Linked DNA regions of Hordeum vulgare: region 2 is linked to region 1. The links are chromatin contacts, called in public Hi-C maps. All regions are on one chromosome and are shown on one strand. The core of a region is the stretch at or near the end of the contact, and the rest is flanking DNA. Distances in the headings are between cores, read along the strand shown.

Region 1 (5,256 bases), core at 1,550-4,049:
AGTATTCCAATTTTCCTCCACTGAACAACACTAAAAAGGTTACCGACAACACATCTCATCATGCCTTGCACCAAGATCTGCTCAAACCAATTCGAGCATAATTTCCTCCAAACATTTCCAGTCCATGTGCGCATAGACTTTCATCATGTTAGGCTTCAAAGAACGACATGTTTTACCCCTTCTTAACTTTCATGACGTGCTAGCATCATGTGCAGTAATTACATCACGAGCAATGAGCTTGTTTGGGACAAAAGCAGCTTGCTCGACAAATATGATCTTCAAAAGGACGAGCTTCTACCGGTTAGCAAACACTTTACACACAATTATATATATATCACATCACATAAACTGATGAAGGGTATAGATGTGCCAGTTTTGATGCCTTAGGGATGATAACGATGATCATTTTATTTAACTCCTCAGATGATTCCCTTCCATTAAGAATCCGCAATACAATTCCAGTCACCTCCTTACAACAAAGTTCCCAATTTTTTTGAAAGAAATGAGCCGACGGGTCATCCGACCTCGACACCTAGATTGGGAACATATGTAACAAGACATGCTTGACTTTTAAGCTTGGTATAGCCACCACAAAAAGCTTGGTTCATCTCGTCTGTAACTTTACAAGACACATGTGAGAGAACATCCTTAATTCCAATGGTTTCTTGTGACACATACTTTTTTTATAAAAACTACGTAGTCATGCGCCCAAGGTTATCCCGATCCTCACAAAACTGACCATCCCAACGAGCTAGTTTACCAATCCAGTTCTTCCACCGGAAGCTGACCTTCTTATATTCTTATATATGGAAAAACATTCAATTTTTGTCCCTCCGCCAGTCACAGAATGCGAGTGCTACCCCATTTTTTGGAGGCAAACTGCATTGAATGTGTGTGTGTGTGTGTGGTTAACAGTGTGTGGATTTTGTTGAGACAACTAGGCAAAGCTTTACTAACCCACCATAATGTTTGCACGGACAAAAAAAATCACAGAGATAGCCTAACCAAACATAGGGGCCAACCCTAACTCTAAAGCACGCTTCGCTAGACTGCAAGCCTCGGAATTTGAGCTCCTAAGCTCATGGAAAAGGCACATAAAATAAAACTACTCGAGTAGCCTATACTTTCATGTATAATAGCACCGTAGACCGCCCCACTATTTTTGCTTGATATCTTTTATCACCACCTTGCAATCTCACGCCACATGGATGGACTTTAGATTCAAGTCCCCCTTAATGCCATGGCTTGTCTAACTACCAACGCTTCCAAGGTAGTGGGCTCGGTGATGCCACTAAAGACAATGGGTGATGCACCCAAGAACAAGCCCTTTGTGTCTTTGCAAACAACTCCTATTGAACCAACTCCCAAGCTTTCGGCGACAACGTCCACGTTCACCTTGAGCGTATTTTTTGGGCTGCTTGGAGCCAATGCGGTGGCTTAGCAGCTCGGGTTGGCCCCGTCGATATTGTCGACTTGTTCATCACTTGGAGATCATTCATGTAAGATTGGATAAATAAGTGAGTTGAGAAAGGGCTCTCATAAATACATTCATACACCGCCTTCCTCTTCGACCCAAATCACCCATAGGGTGATGGCCATGCGTACAAAGAAATTATGCGATAATACGCCGTTAAAGGTGAAAATCCAGTCCATTGAATTCTTCTTGACATCTTCGCACATTTGTACAACAAAACCCTCGTCCTATAACGCCCAAATGCATCTTGCCATGCAGTTGATCAAAGTATGCCATCACGAATCCAATGCACCACATAACATGCGTGCTGCTGAAGTAACCATGTTCCTATGCTCAAGCAAATCCGCCATGGGTATAAAGCTCCGTGCTAACCTCCACACGAACAACATTATCTAGGAGGGCAAGCTGAGCACACATTACTCTCCTCTTTCGTTCTCGACGTTTCATCAATCATCATTCTCATCAATCCAGTTTTACCTATTGATTTCGGTATGCAATATCATGGTGTAAGCAAACTTGATAGAAAAAACTCCCCGCCTCTCACCGCTCCGAGCCTAAAAGTCACTAATGTTTGCTCATGACAATATTTTTTTTGTCGTTTAGAAATGCTCATGACAATGTGTGGATAAAACGGGAAACCCTATTTAGCACCACGCACGTCGGTTAAAGGCAAATTTTGCTAACTAGCGCGTGCAACGCTCTATCATGGGCCGATCCATTTAGAGATCCGATCTGTATTTTAGCCCATGAACTTTTTTCCAAATCGATAATCTTTTTTGAAAATCGGTGAACTTTTTAAAAATAGATGAACTTTTTTTTAAATCTATGAACATAATTTAAAATTCATGAACTTTTTTCAAAATCAATGAACTGTTTTAAAACCGATGAACTTTTTTTGAAAATTGATGAACTTTTTTGAAAATCAATATTAATTTTTTCGAATTGTGTGGACTTTTTAAAAGTACATAAACATATTTATAAAATCAGTGAACTTTTTTTACTTTTTTTAATAATCATTGAACTTTTTTCGTAGATCTGTTTTTCTAAAATTCTATAAACTTTTTTATATTTTTAAAGATCAACACATTCTACATGGGCCGGTCCACGAGAAGGAGCGCTGCAGGCGCCTGTTTGCCTAACCGGCGCTGAAGGCGCCGTATAGGACCTCGCGGATAAAACCACATAACACATTCTATAACAATCCCATCTTCGTTGAGAAGCCAGCCCAATAAGGTAGACCACACCAGCGCTGATTTAAGCTGGGCCAGGCTGATAGACCAAGTACATGCGGCCCGGCCATTACACGACCTCCCGCCGGCCCAGTCCACACGACTAGGGTTTTATAAGTGCCCTCTCAGCGAGACTCCCACGCCTCCTCCCAAACCCTAGCGCCGGCGCCTCCACTTCTCTGCTCCCTCGTCTCCTCGCGCGCAGGTATCTTATCTCCCTCCTCCCTCCGCCGCCACTCCCCCTTGCCCGCTCGTTCCTGATCCGTGTGCGCTCTGCGAATCCAACCCTCACGTCTGCAGGGTCCAGCGAAAGGGAAGCAAGATGTACACCGCCAGGAAGAAGATCCAGAAGGACAAGGGCGTCGAGCCCTCGGAGTTCGAGGACACCGTCGCGCAGGTGAGCGGCCCTCCCGCGTCCCTCCTCTCCGGCCTTTTGCCATTCCTTTGTGTTCTCCGAACTGCTCTTCGTGTGGATCTGTCAAAGGCTGACATGCCTGTGGTGGTTAACGTCTTGTAGGCTTTCTTTGACCTGGAGAATGGCAACCAGGAGCTCAAGAGCGACCTCAAGGACCTGTACATCAACACTGCGATGTAAGTCTATCCAGACCATCCCGATCTATTGGTCGGACCGATATATTTGGCAGTGGTGGACGCGTTATGATACGGCCGTTATGTGTGTGCAGCCAGATGGATGTTGTTGGGAACAGGAAGGCCGTGGTGATCCATGTGCCGTACCGTCTCCGCAAGCCCTTCAGGAAGATCCATGTCAGGCTCGTCAGGGAGCTGGAGAAGAAGTTTAGCGGCAAGGTGAATTGCTTATACGTATTTTCCTTGCTGTGCTTCACACTATCAGTATCTGTCTAAGTACATGTTTAGTTGCCATACGATTGTTGTAATTTGTAAATAGTAGTATATGCTGAACAATTATATACGTTATTTGAAGAAGCTGTATGAACAATTTGATACATTATTCGAAGAAGCTGACTGAGTATACTAGAATCTAGTATTTCCACATTAGCAAGGGAATGGTAACATTCAAGGCACCACCCGGTGTAATACATGACAACATAATTAGTGTATGAACCCTAACTGTTAATCATTAGTCTATAAGCTGATTTACAGTTAGAGATCAGGGCTAGGTGGCATCCACGAGCATGTTTACCTCATGTTTTTCCCTTGGTTACCTTTAAATGAAAGCAAATTGCTCAACAGCTAGCCATTGTTGTTATCTCTAATAAGCTAATTGCAGTTTTCAAACTGGAGTTCTGCTGTTCTCTTTTTCATGCTTGTACTGTAAATCTTTGCCTCTAAGCTTATTCGCCATACTTGAACTCCTTGTGCTTTGTCCCAGATCATCACTATAATATGTTGTTTTGCTGGAGGACTTTGTTTAAACATCTGAAATGATGTTGATAAAAACTGAAACAATGAAGTTTAATAAATTGTTTGTCCCTTGCACAGGATGTTGTCTTTGTTGCAACAAGAAGGATTGTGAGGCCACCCAAGAAGGGTTCCGCTGTTCAGCGCCCTCGCACCAGAACCCTGACAGCTGTTCATGATGGTATCTTGGAGGATGTTGTGTACCCAGCTGAGATTGTGGGGAAGCGCGTCAGGTACCGTTTGGATGGTGCCAAGGTCATCAAGGTAGTCTATTCATCAACTTTCTAATTGGTTGATTATCATATAAATAGTTGGCGGCAGTTTTATTGCTACAATTTACCTCCAGTCTGTTCTGTTTTGTTTACACTGTTTGATATGCTACTTGTTTTTTACTAGGTCCCAAGTTCTCACATTATACTAGAAGCATCTTGTGTCCATAGCACTCTTTGCCTCATTGGCTAGAAATTCTAGTGCTGACCCTTCTCTTGATTTTCTTTCAGATCTACTTGGACCCAAAGGAGCGCAACAACACTGAATACAAGCTGGAGACCTTCTCTGCAGTCTACCGCAGGCTTTGCGGGAAAGACGTTGTCTTTGAGTACCCTGTGGCCGAAACCGCATGAAGACCAATGCCTTGAATGTCTCCATTTCATATCTTCGTATCCAAATGTTTTGGTTGATGCTTCAGTTAGTTGTGCTATCAATGTATTCCAGAAACATAGTTTTGTTAACAACCTGGGTTTAGGAAAGTTTGATGGAGATGGCAATGAACGTGAACAATGTTAAAGTTTTGAGCATTTAAATTATGAACGTCTGCTCGGTTATCTTGTTGCACTATTGCTTATCTAGGTATTGTGTAATCTTGTTGCATTTCATTGTCATTTCTAATTGGTATACATCTCTGCCTGGAATGATGATAATTCACTATTGCTTATCTATGTATTGTTCATAGTTTCTACTTGTTCTCTCTGGAGCTAGTGTTATCAGGTTTTACTAACAATTTGATCAACAAAATCCTTGCCACTGTTAAACAAGCAAGTGTTTGTAAATAGAATATTGCTTTCAGAACAACAGGTTGAGTTATTTGCTTTGAACTGTGAAATATGTCGCCAAACTTATTTTGTTAACATAATGGTGATTGTGAGCCGTCCGATCTGGTGTCATTGTGTGTCT
Region 2 (5,256 bases), core at 1,572-4,071, 230 kb before region 1:
AAGAGGGGATCCGTAGTGGAAAGGTTTGGGTGGAATCTATCTTTACACACGCACACTTCACATTCTCCCCTTCCTTGTTTGGAGCGGCCCTCGCCTATTTCATCTTGAGTTTTTCTGCAAAATGGTCCCCAGCGGTAGTACCGCTGGCTCCAGCGGTAGTATCGCCCCTGGTCAGCGGTAGTACCGCTCCAGGTGTTTTGTTCCACCTGCCTAGCGGTAGTTTGTGGACGGACCCTTTTGCGAAGACTTTCCCGGCGGTAGTAGTGCTCGTGCACTACCAAGGGGCCGGCGGTAGTACCGCTGGTGTCAGCGGTAGTACCGCTGGAGGTCCAGCGGTAGTACCGCTCAGGCTCAGCGGTAGTACCGCTGGTTCTCGGGCAGAGAGTGGGAAAACGGTCTGATTTCCCCTCCCCCCCCACTATATAAAGGGTTCTTCTAGCTGAGGAACCCTATCTCTTACCTCTCTAAGCTCCATTGTTGCTCCACAAGCTCTAAAGTGCCCGATCTCTCTCCCTAGCCAATCAAATTTGTTGATTCTTTAGGGATTGGTTGAGAAGGCCTAGATCCACACTTTCACCAAGAGAAAAGTTGATTCCCCCACCAATCCCTTGCGGATCTTGTTACTCTTGGGTGTTTGAGCATCCTAGACGGTTGAGGTCACCTCGAAGCCATATTCCATTGTGGTGAAGCTTCGTGGTTTAGTTGGGAGCCTCCAAGCTTTGTGTGGAGTTGCCCCAACCTTGTTTGTAAAGGTTCGGTCGCCGCCTTCAAGGGCACCTATAGTGGAATCACGGTACCTTGCATCGTGCGAGGGTGTGAGGAGAATACGGTGGCCTTAGTGGCTTTTTGGGGAGCATTGTGCCTCCACACCGCTCCAACGGAGACGTACTTCCTGTCAAAGGGAAGGAACTTCGGTAACACATCCTCGTCTCCATCGGTTCCACTTGTGGTTATCTCTAACCTTTGTATTTGCTTTTGCTTGTGACTATATCTTACTTGTCTTAATAGCTCTTGTTGTTAGCTTCTATAGGGGTCACCTCTTTGTCATATTATTTGTGAACCCGTATAGTGTTTACCTTAACTTGTTAAGATTAATTAAAAAGTGGTCGTTGTCTATTCACCCCCCCTCTAGCCAACCATATCGATCCTTTCAGATATCCACCGCCATGGACCGCTGAGCATGGCCGCCACACCATCATGACCCCAGCCAAGGCCACTGCACCGCGCGCCCGGGACACTGCTCGTGCCCAACCGACCAGCGCAGCCTCGCCCGGCTGCCGCTCTACCACCAGGGCCGAGTGCCCCGCCAGATCCGGCCATGGAGCCCCTCCTCCGCCCTCCTCCGCCGTCGATTGGTGAGATCACAGCGGATCCCGCAACCGCAGACGCGAGACGCCGCCGCCAGAGCCCGAGGGCCGACGCGATGGGCCCCGCCACCGCCATCCCCGGGGCGCGCGCGGCTTCGCTGGCGTCCCCTCCGGCAGCGGCGAAGCGGGAGGGGCGGAGATGGGGTCCGGTGTTCCTGCTGGATGCGCCGCTAGTCGCCGGTGCGAGGAGGCGCTGGAGAAGGCTCGGTGTGATTCGAGTCGCGCGCACGGGGAAGGGGAAGAGGCCGCACCCGGAGCTGGAGAAGAGCGGATCGAGGAAGCGCGCCGCCGGAGAGTTAGGGATGCATACAACCATTTTAGTATGAGTATCAAGATAAAACACGGTCCTCAGAATTTTTTTAAACGAGTATCAAGATTTTTTTGATGAGTGGTTTCACCACACGTCAAATTTGATCCTCAATAAATGAGAGAAAACTCCCTGTGCATCACCTGTTAATTCTAGAAATTGAACTCGGATCGTTGGGTTGCACAACCGCATGCCCAACCACTGAGCCAAGGCTCTCTTTGCAAATATTTGCTAATATAGGACCTAACATTTTCTAAATATAGGACCTAACATTTTCTGAATATTTGACCTAACTCTCTATGCTTCTTGTGTTTATTGTGTTCCGTGGCTGTAAGTATAGGACCCAACATTTTCTCAATATTTGCTAATAACTTCCTCTTCATTATTTCACCTAAGCTTGCGGTTTTCTCTCTCTCTCTTTTTGTTGAAGGGGTTTTCTTCTTGTTGTTTTTGCGGTGTTCTCTTGTGCTCTTGTTTGGGGAGAATGACTATTGCATGTGCTACCAACAACTGTATCTTCCATCTATTTATTTTTTGTATCTTCTCTTTGGACCCAACAAATTAAATAAAGTAAAAGTGGATCTAGGTTGTGTGTATGATGGTATCGGTATGCAAGCAAGTTGCTCATAAAACAATGTATGGAAAGTTGCTACCCTGGCCACCGCGTCACTCTGATCTGCGGAGTATATAAGACCAAACGATCCCGCAAATTTTGTCAAGTCCATTTCATTAACAAAGTTTCGGCCACTAGACAACCTCATTTTGTACTCTTTGACCTGCAGATCCTTATGTTGGACTTGTATTCCTTGGCCCTCTGTTCCTTCCAAGCACAATCCGAACCCTCTTTTTTTTTCCCAGAAAAAGGCACAATCCGAACTTAGTTGTGAGTTGGGACAGTTCTATCACAGATTCAGTGTCATGGGGGACAGACGGTCAGCCCGGCAATTCAACTTCCACTGGAGAAAGCGTTAACGTGTACTGCAATCCCAATTAGATCAGAGAAGAGATTGATCTCTAGAATATTCCTTAGACGTAAAAGGCAACTCTCCTTGCTCCTAGTCGGAATAATGATTTACAATATCATCAGGGAATGAAGGAAGTTCATTGACGGCGACACAAGAAAGAAAGTAAGAAAGAAAGAAGGAAGGTAGTAAAAAAGGGACAGAATTTGCCTCGTGGAAAACTGAAAGGGAGAGAATTTACATTGCGGGAGTAGCAGAGGAAGAGAAAAACTTGGGGAAGAAACTGGGAGAGGAGAGGAGAGGATGCCTGGAGACGACCACCGGGGGGGCGCCAACGCCTCCTCCCCAACCCCGTCCCCTCCGCCTAAATGGCGACATCTCCTCCAAATCTCGCCTCCTCCTCTTCATTATTCCTCCACCCTCGCCCCCTTCCCCACCCCCACCTCCACCGCGTTCCCGCTCAAAACCCTAACCCTAGCGGCGCCCCTCGCCATGGCCGCTGACTACCGCACCCCCGACAGGCTCCTCCCCGCCGCCGCCGCCGCCACCGAGGAGCCGGCCCAGGACCCGCCCAAGCCGGCCCTCGGCGTCGCGGGGCCGGCCGCCGCCGCGGCCCACGATGGCCTGCGCTTCTGGCAGTACATGCTCGCCGGCTCCGTCGCCGGCGTCGTCGAGCACACGGCCATGTTCCCGGTCGACACCCTCAAGACGCACATGCAGGCCGCCTCGCCGCCCTGCCGCCCCACCCTCTCGCTCGGGGCCGCGCTGCGGGCCGCCGTGGCAGGGGAGGGCGGCGCGCTCGCGCTCTACCGCGGCCTCCCCGCCATGGCCCTCGGGGCCGGCCCCGCCCACGCCGTCTACTTCTCCGTCTACGAGTTCGCCAAGTCGCGCCTCACGGACCGCTTCGGCCCCAACAACCCCGCGGCGCACGCCTCCTCGGGGGTGCTCGCCACCATCGCCAGCGACGCCGTCTTCACCCCCATGGACACCGTCAAGCAGCGGCTGCAGCTCACCAGCAGCCCCTACTCCGGCGTCGCGCACTGCGTCCGCACCGTCTTCCGCGACGAGGGCCTCAGGGCCTTCTTCGTGTCCTACAGGACCACGGTGCTCATGAACGCGCCCTACACCGCCGTCCACTTCTCCACCTACGAGGCGGCTAAGCGTGTGCTCGGGGACATGGCAGCTGACGAGGAGTCGCTTGCCGTGCACGCCACTGCGGGTGCTGCGGCCGGCGCTCTTGCGGCCGCGTTAACCACACCACTCGATGTTGTCAAGACGCAACTGCAGTGCCAGGTGAGGATCTCACGCATTTGGTTTGGCGGTTACCTTCAATGACGTCTAGTAGATATCACTGGAGCTGGTCTGAGTTTGATTTGTGCGGCTTTGCTCTGCAAATGGAGAGATTTTAGGCCTGTGCTGGTGTTTCTGTTCACCTCCAAGATTCTTGGAATGACTTTTTACAGTTTTTATTATTATTTTCCAGTGGCCCTTTGATCTGTTAGTGACTTATTGGTGATCACTGTCCTTATAGGGTGCTCTGTACCATTAATGTTGAAGAGCTAGCGATACAAGGAGCATATTTTCGGTTGCGCCAAGTGCTAACTGACTAGTTAGATATAGATATGCTAAACTTCTGAAGCTGCAGTCTTTTCACCTATGGAACAATTAATTGTGCCTTTCTGCTAGGAAAATCAAAACAAACTAGTATAGACTCAAGGTGTGAGTTGTATGCCCTGGTTGAAATGACATCAACATCCAACAGCTGACCTTACAAGGTTTTGATGGAAATGTTGACGAGAAGTTACAAATGGTTGGTGGTAATCACATTCATAATATTGTAGTTGTAATAACTTGGAACATTAGTGCTAATAGCGTCTCAATATCCTCAGCTCCTCACCATCACAAATGTTTGACATGACACACCGATTGTCTTATGCGTACTTATATGGGGCTTGTAGATCCGTTGTCATTATCAATCCATCACTGGTAGTTCAGCTTATTGAACTTGTACCTTTATTAATTTTATGACTAGTCATGACTATCCCTAGCTCAGTTAATTGAAAAAATATCCTCAGCTCCGCACTGTCATTAGTGCTAATAATATCTGAATATCCTCAGCTCTGCACTATCATTTGTAGTACTTCTGTTTGATATGACACTCCAATTGTCTTAAGCATACTTTTGTTGCTTGTAGATCCATTGTCCTTATTGATCCATCATGGGTGCTTATTGAAGTTTTACCTTTATTAATCTTATGAGTCATGGCTATCTGTAGCTCAGTTAATTGAAAAATAGGGTATTCTTATGTGCTACATGTACACAATAGATATTGTCAGCAATCTCTTGGTCTTTAGGCAACATAGCGTGTATGCTTCCTTTCTATGGGTCCCTTCAGTACTAATAATTGTGAAACTCGATGTTTTACACTGATTCCGCCAGCCCGCACGCAACAGAGAGAGAAGTTGTAGCCACCTTGAAATCTTCCCTAAAACCTATAGAGTAATTGGCTATCATGAAAATCTGGTGTGCGTTGCATGTGTACTGTAGGTCATCTGGTACAGCCTTACAATATAAAATGGATTAAAGATCAAGTTGCATATACTCCTTTGTTAACTATATT

What was found. Hi-C and Micro-C count contacts between places; a contact is called where the count stands out from the background.
Region 2: a contact with region 1 is called in a Hi-C map of seedling, with 3 times the contacts expected there. The contact joins the promoter of LOC123448876 here to the promoter of LOC123448874 in region 1. A contact is called at or near these places in 2 of 6 Hi-C or Micro-C datasets (leaf and seedling).

What each region holds. Positions count from the first base shown.
Region 1 is chr4H:443,362,975-443,368,230 of MorexV3_pseudomolecules_assembly, reverse strand. It overlaps LOC123448874 (40S ribosomal protein S7), which reads left to right and starts at 2,799. Exons shown (of 6, transcript XM_045125905.1): 1 at 2,799-2,908; 2 at 3,004-3,100; 3 at 3,221-3,294; 4 at 3,387-3,510; 5 at 4,165-4,347; 6 at 4,584-4,907. The coding sequence starts at 3,026. The coding sequence ends at 4,706.
Region 2 is chr4H:443,588,434-443,593,689 of MorexV3_pseudomolecules_assembly, reverse strand. It overlaps LOC123448876 (mitoferrin-like), which reads left to right and starts at 2,821. Exons shown (of 2, transcript XM_045125906.1): 1 at 2,821-3,929. The coding sequence starts at 2,940.